2 separate regions of the Danio rerio genome follow, and region 1 is linked to region 2. Evidence: chromatin contacts called from public Micro-C data. All regions are on one chromosome and are shown on one strand. The core of a region is the stretch at or near the end of the contact, and the rest is flanking DNA. Distances in the headings are between cores, read along the strand shown.

Region 1 (4,070 bases), core at 215-2,714, 310 kb after region 2:
AGTAGTAGTTTGGTAAAGGTTCAATCTTTCAGTAAAAAAAAAAAAAAAAAAAAAAGTTCAGTTTTTTTAGGCCTTATAATTGGATGTTGCTCGTTTTTTTTTTTTTTTTTTTTTAAGGTTTTGTATTTATATGGCCAACACATTTAATAATTTAACCAATTTTCATTTAGTGGGTTTACCAAAAAATAAAATCCAACTCGAGGTTTTAGATTTTTTTTAAATTATAATTTGAATGAATGTTGCAATTGTCCCTTTCTTTAAGTAATAAATGAAGAATTTATTAACATATCTACACATATTATAGCAATATGGGTGCCTGTCCAACAGAAGTGAGTTTATTGTTTTAAAATTTTGGGGTTCCACAAAAAAAAAATAAAATTGTCTTCGAGAAACTGAAAGAATTGCAAAAAGTGTTGCAACTGTCCCCACTCTCCTCTACAGAGAATTTTCATCACACATCATCAGTCAGCCATATTGGAAACACAGAACGTAAACAATGTGACTGAACTGACTGAGAATCATATTATTTGCTTACTACTGCTGAAAATGATCAATTGTTTTGGGCTTTGCTATTAGATTGTATTAGAATACTGAAAGCCATGTAAAGTCAAGCAGAAGAGAGAAAAAAAAGCTGTCTGAAGAACAAAAAGTGTTTGTGGTTGACCAAACTAATTCACGATTTCCATGGCAAGAATCTTGATAACGTTCATGTTTGTTCTTATAATTTATGCTCAAGCGAGTGTAACATTAGGCTAATCTGGTCAAATGTATCCTTTACCACATGTTAAATCAAAATGCTACACCATATTCTGCTTTAGTAAGTGATTTAGCAGCTTCCATGTTTTTTTTTTTTTTTTTTGTATATTTTAGACAGCAGAGCAACATATAGTACATCAACCATGCTGTTTACACCAGAGTTTCACATGTATCTGGCCACATGTTTGTTACTGACCAAATCCCGAAGAGCAAACAACGTTAAAGAAAAAATCTAAAATTGTCAAAAAAGCAAAATATGAAACAAAATAGACAACTTTTAATCAAATTAATCACTTACTCTTTAGCTCTTTTTTCACTTTTTCTTCTCAGATCATTAATGTTGACAATGAGACGACACTGTCCATCAGACACCATACTCCTGACCTTTTCATGGTAGATGCCCTGATCTTGCTGTAAATTACAATAAAAAAAGATTTAGTTTGACAGACAAAAAACAAAGTTTATACAGTTCAAAATGCCCACAAGTCAAACACATAAAGATTATTCAAATTATTCACATCATCATCCAGAAAGTCCAGATATTCCCTCTGTGACTCTCTCAGCTCGAGGTCCTCTAACCCAGTATCCATTTCTCCTACACGCGCATCAGCATGTGCATTACAATATTTTAAAATAACATTCACAGTTCAACAAAAATCAAATGCACAAACATGAAGCAACCAAACCAAGCTGGTGCAACAGGCCTGACAATCAATTATGTTAATTAGGCTCATTAACTTGAGCATGTGATTATCCAACTGATTTGAATAGAGCTACCCCTATTTCGAACCATGCTTTCATTATGGTAAAAAATATAACAGATAACCATGTGTAGCCTATATCACGTTTTTACTGTAAATACAATGGTTAAACTGTGGTTAGTGTAGCAAAATCATGAATAATTCGTAATTATCATGTTTGTTTGTTTTTTTTTTTTACAAGTAACCATGTTTTATTTGTGTAATGGTAGCTGGACCCTATTAGCAAAATAGATTCTCCTGAACGCTTCTTAAAATGCTCGAGTCAAAAGGACAATGAATGCGCTAGACCCCCTTTGAATTATTCCATTCTTTTATACTGTATTTGAAGCTCTTACAGTGCTCTTCAGTTATTTTACTCCGAGCTGCTTGATACTGTTGACACTCACACATACTGTAGTTGCATAATACGCACATAAATTAGTTCATTTTCGTTTGTTACGACATTCCAGGACGAAGCCTCAGGCTACGGCTCATATGGTTTTATAAAATATTCATTCACGTTTTGGACGAATCTTCCTTTGCTCGGTTCTCTGCAAACAAACTCCTGAAGTGTCTGAAGGCGTTCCTCTTCGGTGACTGACTTTACCATTCAGCAAATAGGATTTGAGTGCGCGCTGTGAAGGCGTGTTTCATTGGTTAGACCTGAACGATTACGCCCCTCTCTATATGTAGTTCCTCAAGCTGGAGAAAAACTGCTTGTTCAGCTCTTATCTGGTAATATATCTAATGTCTGAATCCAATATTTTACATACTAATCAGTTAAGTAAGGGAGCGGGGCACAAAGTAACACTTTTTGGCTTTGGTCAAATAATAAACAAAGGTTTGGGGTTAAACAAACCATTTGTTTTTTTACCAACAAAACACAAGCCTCTCCTACAAATGAGCTCTGGTTGTATAATCGCCGGACTATTGTTTCTTTGCAGTGTTGCCAAAAGTGCCAGGAGTAAAAATGTTACTATTTACCTCACTTCAAGTTGTAACAGACAGGGTTAGTTGTAACACATGCTTAAAAAAAGGCAGATTACACACAGTTTATTTAAAAATTTAAAGTTTACTTTAAATAGTAGCTATATTTTCTCAGTACCTAGCTCAATTTATTTTTTATTCTACACAGCACAGTATGTTTTCCAGAGATGGGTTGCGGCTGGAAGGGCATCCGCTGCGTAAAAACTTGCTGGATAAGTTGGCGGTTCACTCTGCTGTGGCGACCCTGGATTAATAAAGGAACTAAGCAGTCAAGAAAATGAATGAATAGCACGGTATATTTATTTATTTATTGGATAAACACATTTGGATTATACAATGCATTTATTTGTATTATTAGCAGTAAAATATTTTTTGTCTATCAAAAAAAAAAAAATTTCATTTCATTTAAATAGTTCTCAACATTACACTCAAAATTATATATATATATATATATATATATATATATATATATATATATATATATATATATATATATATATATATATATATATATATATATATATATATAGTGTTAGTTTGATTGGTGTCCAACAGTGCGTGGCTTAATTGTAACACTAACTAACTAACCGCGCGGTGTCGTGTTTTCTTCAAAACTGGCTAGCAGTCACTTTGTGTTTTACATCTTTCAAAATGGTTTCATATTTTAGCCTAGAAGATGGTAGTCACAACAATATATTTAAAAAATATTGACTATAATAAAAAATTATTTTAGGTTGCAAAAATGGTTTCTCCGTGTTCTCATCCAAATTTCGCCAAACTTTTTCAATAATTGGCAAGAAGACATCTGCCGACACTGTGGTGAAAACCTCGCAGTCATGCCATGGTTAACCCTGAGCAAGTATACCTTAAATCTCGGTGTTACATTTAACCTCGCGTTACTTTGTGCCTCGCACTCCCCTACCAATGGTTTGAAAATTATAGACAATAAATTTAATCACTTTTACATCAAAAATGTTATGCAGAACCACATTGTTGCCAAAATGTAAACCATTTTATATTTCCTTATTTGAGCAGATTGAGTGGAAAAAAGTTTGGAACTTTGGAAAGTTTGGAAAAGTTTGGTTTTGTTGACATTGGTATGGGGACTGTCATGATTTATATTTATCTTGACTTTGAAAATAAAATTTGATGACAACTTTTTAGAAACAAACATATGAATTAGCTTACATTACTTACTGAATTATTATTATTATTATTATTATTATTATTATTATTATTATTATTATTTCAGTTTCACCTTACAAAAATAATCCATGGGTTGACCAAATGATGATATGACCTGATCTATATATTTAATTATAATTAATTGTATTACATTATAATGCTTGTTTTTCTTTACAAACAATTAAAAATTATTATATTTTATCATATAATTAATAGTTTTATTTGTTACCTTGATGTATTATTTATTTCAGAAGATTTGTTTACATTTAGAATTAAATAAAATATTTGTTGTGCTAAATACTATCCTATTCCAGTATTCATCTGACTGTATATTGACTGTTTATGCTACTTTTGTTCTCAACATATTTTGTATTCAATAAAAAACGGTCTGGTTCTGTTGAT
Region 2 (4,536 bases), core at 899-3,398:
CAGCTTTTAACCTTGAAAAGAACGATAAAGTTACTTTTATTAACATTTAAAGTAATTTATACAACAGTTCTGTCTGGTCCTCAAATCTGATTAGCTGATAGCCGTGATATATTTAAGTAATATCAGCACCCAACCTCTTACCCTTTGTGTATTACTACGCCCACATACAGCCAGCAAAAACAAAGAGCTTAGAATGACCAAGAGGCGACACTCTAGTGTAATTTGGGAAACAGCCACTAGAGGGCGCGGCGGCCATTTTGGAATGAACACTCCAATAGAACAACAGCATATTATAAGTCTGTAAAATAAACTATTAAAAGTGCTGAGGATTGTGATAATAAGTGTTGTATTGTCGTCTTTCAGGTTGTATCTAAGCTTTAATGCGCTTTTCAAATAAATAAATAAAAAACAAAGCAGCTGCTTGCCATCGCGACAGTAATGAGATCCAATGGACGACCGACCACTTTCACTTCAAAATGGCGGAATGCAGGGCTGTTGCCGCTGTTGCAATGGAACGTTCTATTGAGTGTCGCCTCTTGGTCATTCTAATCTCTTTGGCAAAAAGCAGACACTACAGATCTAAAGTTTAAAAGATGCTTGCTCAGCTGTTTAGTTGTCGGCTTATGATTTGAATCCAACGCAGAAGAAAGAAGTTCCTCATACAAAAGGGTTTTTGAGACTCTCCATGTTTGATTTTGATTTTATATACACTATTATGCCGTCAAACTGTTGTATAAACGCAATATCACACGAGTAGCAGTGCGATATAGCTGTATATCAGCACTGGTGGGGGCACTAAGGCAAATAAATAAATCAAGTTTGCTGAAGATAGTTTGCAGTTTCATCAGCAGAAGCCAGCTTCGACACTCGCAATGAGGTCCTTGGCCGCTCTGCTTACAATCACCAATCAATAACAATTACGGTCTCACATAACGTCATACATATAGGTGTTCTAACCTGATTGGTTAAAACACAGATAGACTAGGAAAATATCCACGTGGGGTTTGTGTGTATATTCTGAACAATATCTTAAGCATGGACGTCAGACATCCACTAGACTGATTAGAGCTGACTCCAGACCTGTGAAACGGATCAACAATCAAATAGAACACACACACACACACTTAAAGTACAATCTGTTTCTTATCCCAGGCTGAGTGTACTCTCAGCCGTCTTCATCAAAACTGGTTAAAAACGGTATAATCTACATTCAGGCAGTTATAATCCTTAATACACAAAGTCTATCTTGAATAAAAAGTAGAATCACTTTAAAAGAATTAACCATAAAAATAACATTTTAGACAGTATAAACTAATAGAAATAACAACAGAACTAGTTGCTTCCAGTCTTCAGCCCTCAGTTCCAATCGAGGACTCCGTGACCTCTGACCTAGTTTGGTGGTGTCTGAAAATAGTTTTAAAGAGACAGGCAAATGCACTGAACATTCTTATAGTAAGCCATGCGTTAACTTATTCATCAATTAAAATTCAAAGTTAAATACTCATTCAAATAATCAAATAATTATATTTAATAAAAATAATGAGAAAAGGATAAATGTTGATTCATGCTGAGATGGTTTGGAAGGTATAAATCTAAATCGTTCATTACTAAAATGTTCATAAAAGTCACTTTGTTAAGCTGTAGAGTTGAACTTTCAACATTAAAAGTGGACAGAGCAGAGATCAAGGTCCTTTAATGTCATTCACAATCGCAAATAAACACAGAACACTTGTGAAACAAAATATGGAAACTGTTAAATAACAGTTATTTTTACAGTGTTATTGTGTTTGTATTTAAAAAATGCACAACCCCAAAGGTTACTACTTTTGCAGTCATCATGGTAAGGTTTGTCTGACATTAAAAGCTGTATTTGAGTTTCTCTACCAGTTGAGCATTGAACTGGAGGCTCAGTTTCGTTTTCCCTTTCACTATGTGAACTTTCACATTACTGTTAAGTCACACCCTTTACAGAAGACCTGCCTTCAGTAATCTAAATAACCAGGAAACTATTCTAACTCCATAGCTGAAAACTTCTCACTTGTCTTCCTATTTTTTGAAATGGCAGAAGCCAGTATTTCAGTGGAACATGATCAGTTCAGCTGTTCAGTTTGTCTAGATCTACTAAAGGATCCAGTAACCATTAACTGTGGACACAGTTACTGTATGAGCTGCCTTACAGATTGCTGGAATAAGGAGGATCAGAAAGGGGTTTACAGCTGCCCGCAGTGCAGAAAAACCTTCACCCCAAGACCTGCGTTGGGTAAAAACATCATTCTGGCGGAAATGGTGGAGAAAATGAAGAAAATCTCAGCTGTTGTTCCAGCTGGATCTGGAGATATGCAGTGCGACGTCTGCACTGGAAGAAAAAACAAAGCCGTCAAGTCCTGTCTGGTGTGTATAGAATCCTACTGTCAGATTCATTTCAATCGTCATGAAGAATTTCGCTCAGGAAAACCACACAAAGTGATTGATGCCACTCGACGAATCAAGCAGATGATCTGTCCTCAACATGGGAAACAAGTGGAAATCTACTGCCACACTGACAAGACCTGTATTTGTTGCCTGTGTGCAATGGGTAAACACAAAAACCACAGGATGGTAACAGCCACAACAGAGAAGACAATCAAGCAGGTATACATTTAATTCATTTGTCTTCACTTCACAAAATGATGCCACGTTAAACATGCAAAAAAACATTTTATGCTTTCTGGGTTAAAAAAAAAAGTTATGTTTTTATGTTTATAATTACAAGGTGTCACAGTCATTAAATTCATATTTTCAGTGTTTCATATGGTATTAATATTGTTTTACATTTTAAATTATATATTAAATTTCCGAGTTATGTAAAAATAAATAGTTCTTTACATGTGGTCAACACACACACACACACACGTTTGGTTTTGTGAAAAGCGGGGACATTACATAGGTTTCCATTGATTTTATGCAGCCCAAACCGTATATTATAATGCCCTCACCCCACCCTACCCCTAAACCCAACCATCACAGGAGACTGTGTGCAGCTTTACTCTCTGATTAAACTCATTCTGTGGGAATTATAAGCATTTTGAAAAATGAGGACGTCACCAATGTCCTCATATTTCACCTCCTTTTGTAATACCTGTAATATCTCTGGATGTTTCCCAGAGATGGGTTGCAGCTGGAAGGACATCCGCTACATAAAAACATGCTGGATAAGTTGGTGGTTAATGTCGCTGTGGCGACCCCTGATTAATAAAGGGACAATGTCACGTTTAGCGTGATCAAAACAGAAACAAAAGGTTGCGGATCCAAGTGCAGATTTTATTAGATATTTAGTGCAGTATTAGTGACAAAAAAATACATTATATCAAAGTGCAAAGTAACAAATAAACAACAAAACAAGAAACTAACACAGATAAACACGTACTAGACTTAAGCAAGATACGAGAACAAGATCAGGAACAGCAACTCGGAATATCAGACTTACTGGAAACTAGAGACAAGACAGTCAAGATAGACAAATGACGCGATGACAAACAGAGGTGGAATGATAGAATATATAGTCCAGATAATCAACGGAAAACAGACACAGCTGTGATGGCAGATCAATATTGTGGACCAGATGTAATGCGCTTGGTATGTATAGATTTGTAGTTTTTGGGCGCTGTAGTTCCTACTCAGTGTCCGTTGAACTACAGCGACCTCAGGTGGTCACTGACAGTCATGACAGACTAAGCCGACAAAATGAATGAATGAATGAATGAATGAATGTTGTGGCATTCTGCCATAAGTACTGGCAAGTATGTATACTCATGCTTCAGACAGCAGCTCCAGCAACACTTATATTAGTCACGTAAAGCATCTCTTTTTCTTCTGAGAGTTATAGAAGCAAACGTTTCAGTTTGATTGTGCTGTTTGTTGGATTGGTATATTGCGATTATAGTTACATTTTATTATATATTATATATATTATATATTAAATATTTATATTTTATTATATATTAGATTATATACATAAAATATACCTTGTATATATATTTATATTACATATAATATCAGTAAAGTGATTGGAGAATAATTAACTGATAAAGCATTTTGTGTTTAACAGAAAAATCTAGAACAAACACAAAGAACCTTCAAGCATAGAATCCAGCAGAAAGAGAAAGATCTTCAGGAGCTGAGAGAGGTTGTGAAAAGTCATAAGGTGAGTCAGCTGTAGCCTAATGCTCGTCCACTCAGTGGTCAGCCCAGTTCCATTGACGCTCTCTGTGCGCAATAGCAATAAGAGCTGAATTTTGACGTGTGTCCTAACAGCGATCCACACAGGCAACAATAAAGAACAGTGAGATGATCTTTACTAAACTGATCTGCTTCATTGAAAGAAGCCGCTCTCAGATGACACAGGTGATCAGATCTCGCGAAAACGCCGTAGTGTCTAAGGCTGAAAGACTCATGGAGCAAATGAAGCAGGAGATTGATGAGCTGAAGAGACAAGATGCTGAAATGCAGCAGCTTTTACAAACAGAGCATCATATTCTTTTCCTTCAGGTAGACAAG

Evidence for each region. Hi-C and Micro-C count contacts between places; a contact is called where the count stands out from the background.
Region 1: a Micro-C map of caudal fin shows a contact between it and region 2, with 4 times the contacts expected there. The contact joins the promoter of mcm3l here to the promoter of ftr63 in region 2. A contact is called at or near these places in 1 of 18 Hi-C or Micro-C datasets (caudal fin) and 1 of 4 datasets of contacts at active chromatin or transcription factors (embryo).

Annotation. Positions count from the first base shown.
Region 1 is chr20:6,686,537-6,690,606 of GRCz12tu, forward strand. mcm3l (MCM3 minichromosome maintenance deficient 3 (S. cerevisiae), like) reads right to left here and starts at 1,465. Exons shown (of 17, transcript NM_001171068.1): 1 at 1,275-1,465; 2 at 1,055-1,167. The coding sequence starts at 1,346. si:ch211-191a24.4 reads left to right here and starts at 2,149. Exons shown (of 4, transcript NM_001277124.1): 1 at 2,149-2,231.
Region 2 is chr20:6,371,215-6,375,750 of GRCz12tu, forward strand. ftr63 (finTRIM family, member 63) reads left to right here and starts at 2,149. Exons shown (of 6, transcript XM_688693.11): 1 at 2,149-2,631; 2 at 4,088-4,183; 3 at 4,294-4,527. The coding sequence starts at 2,164.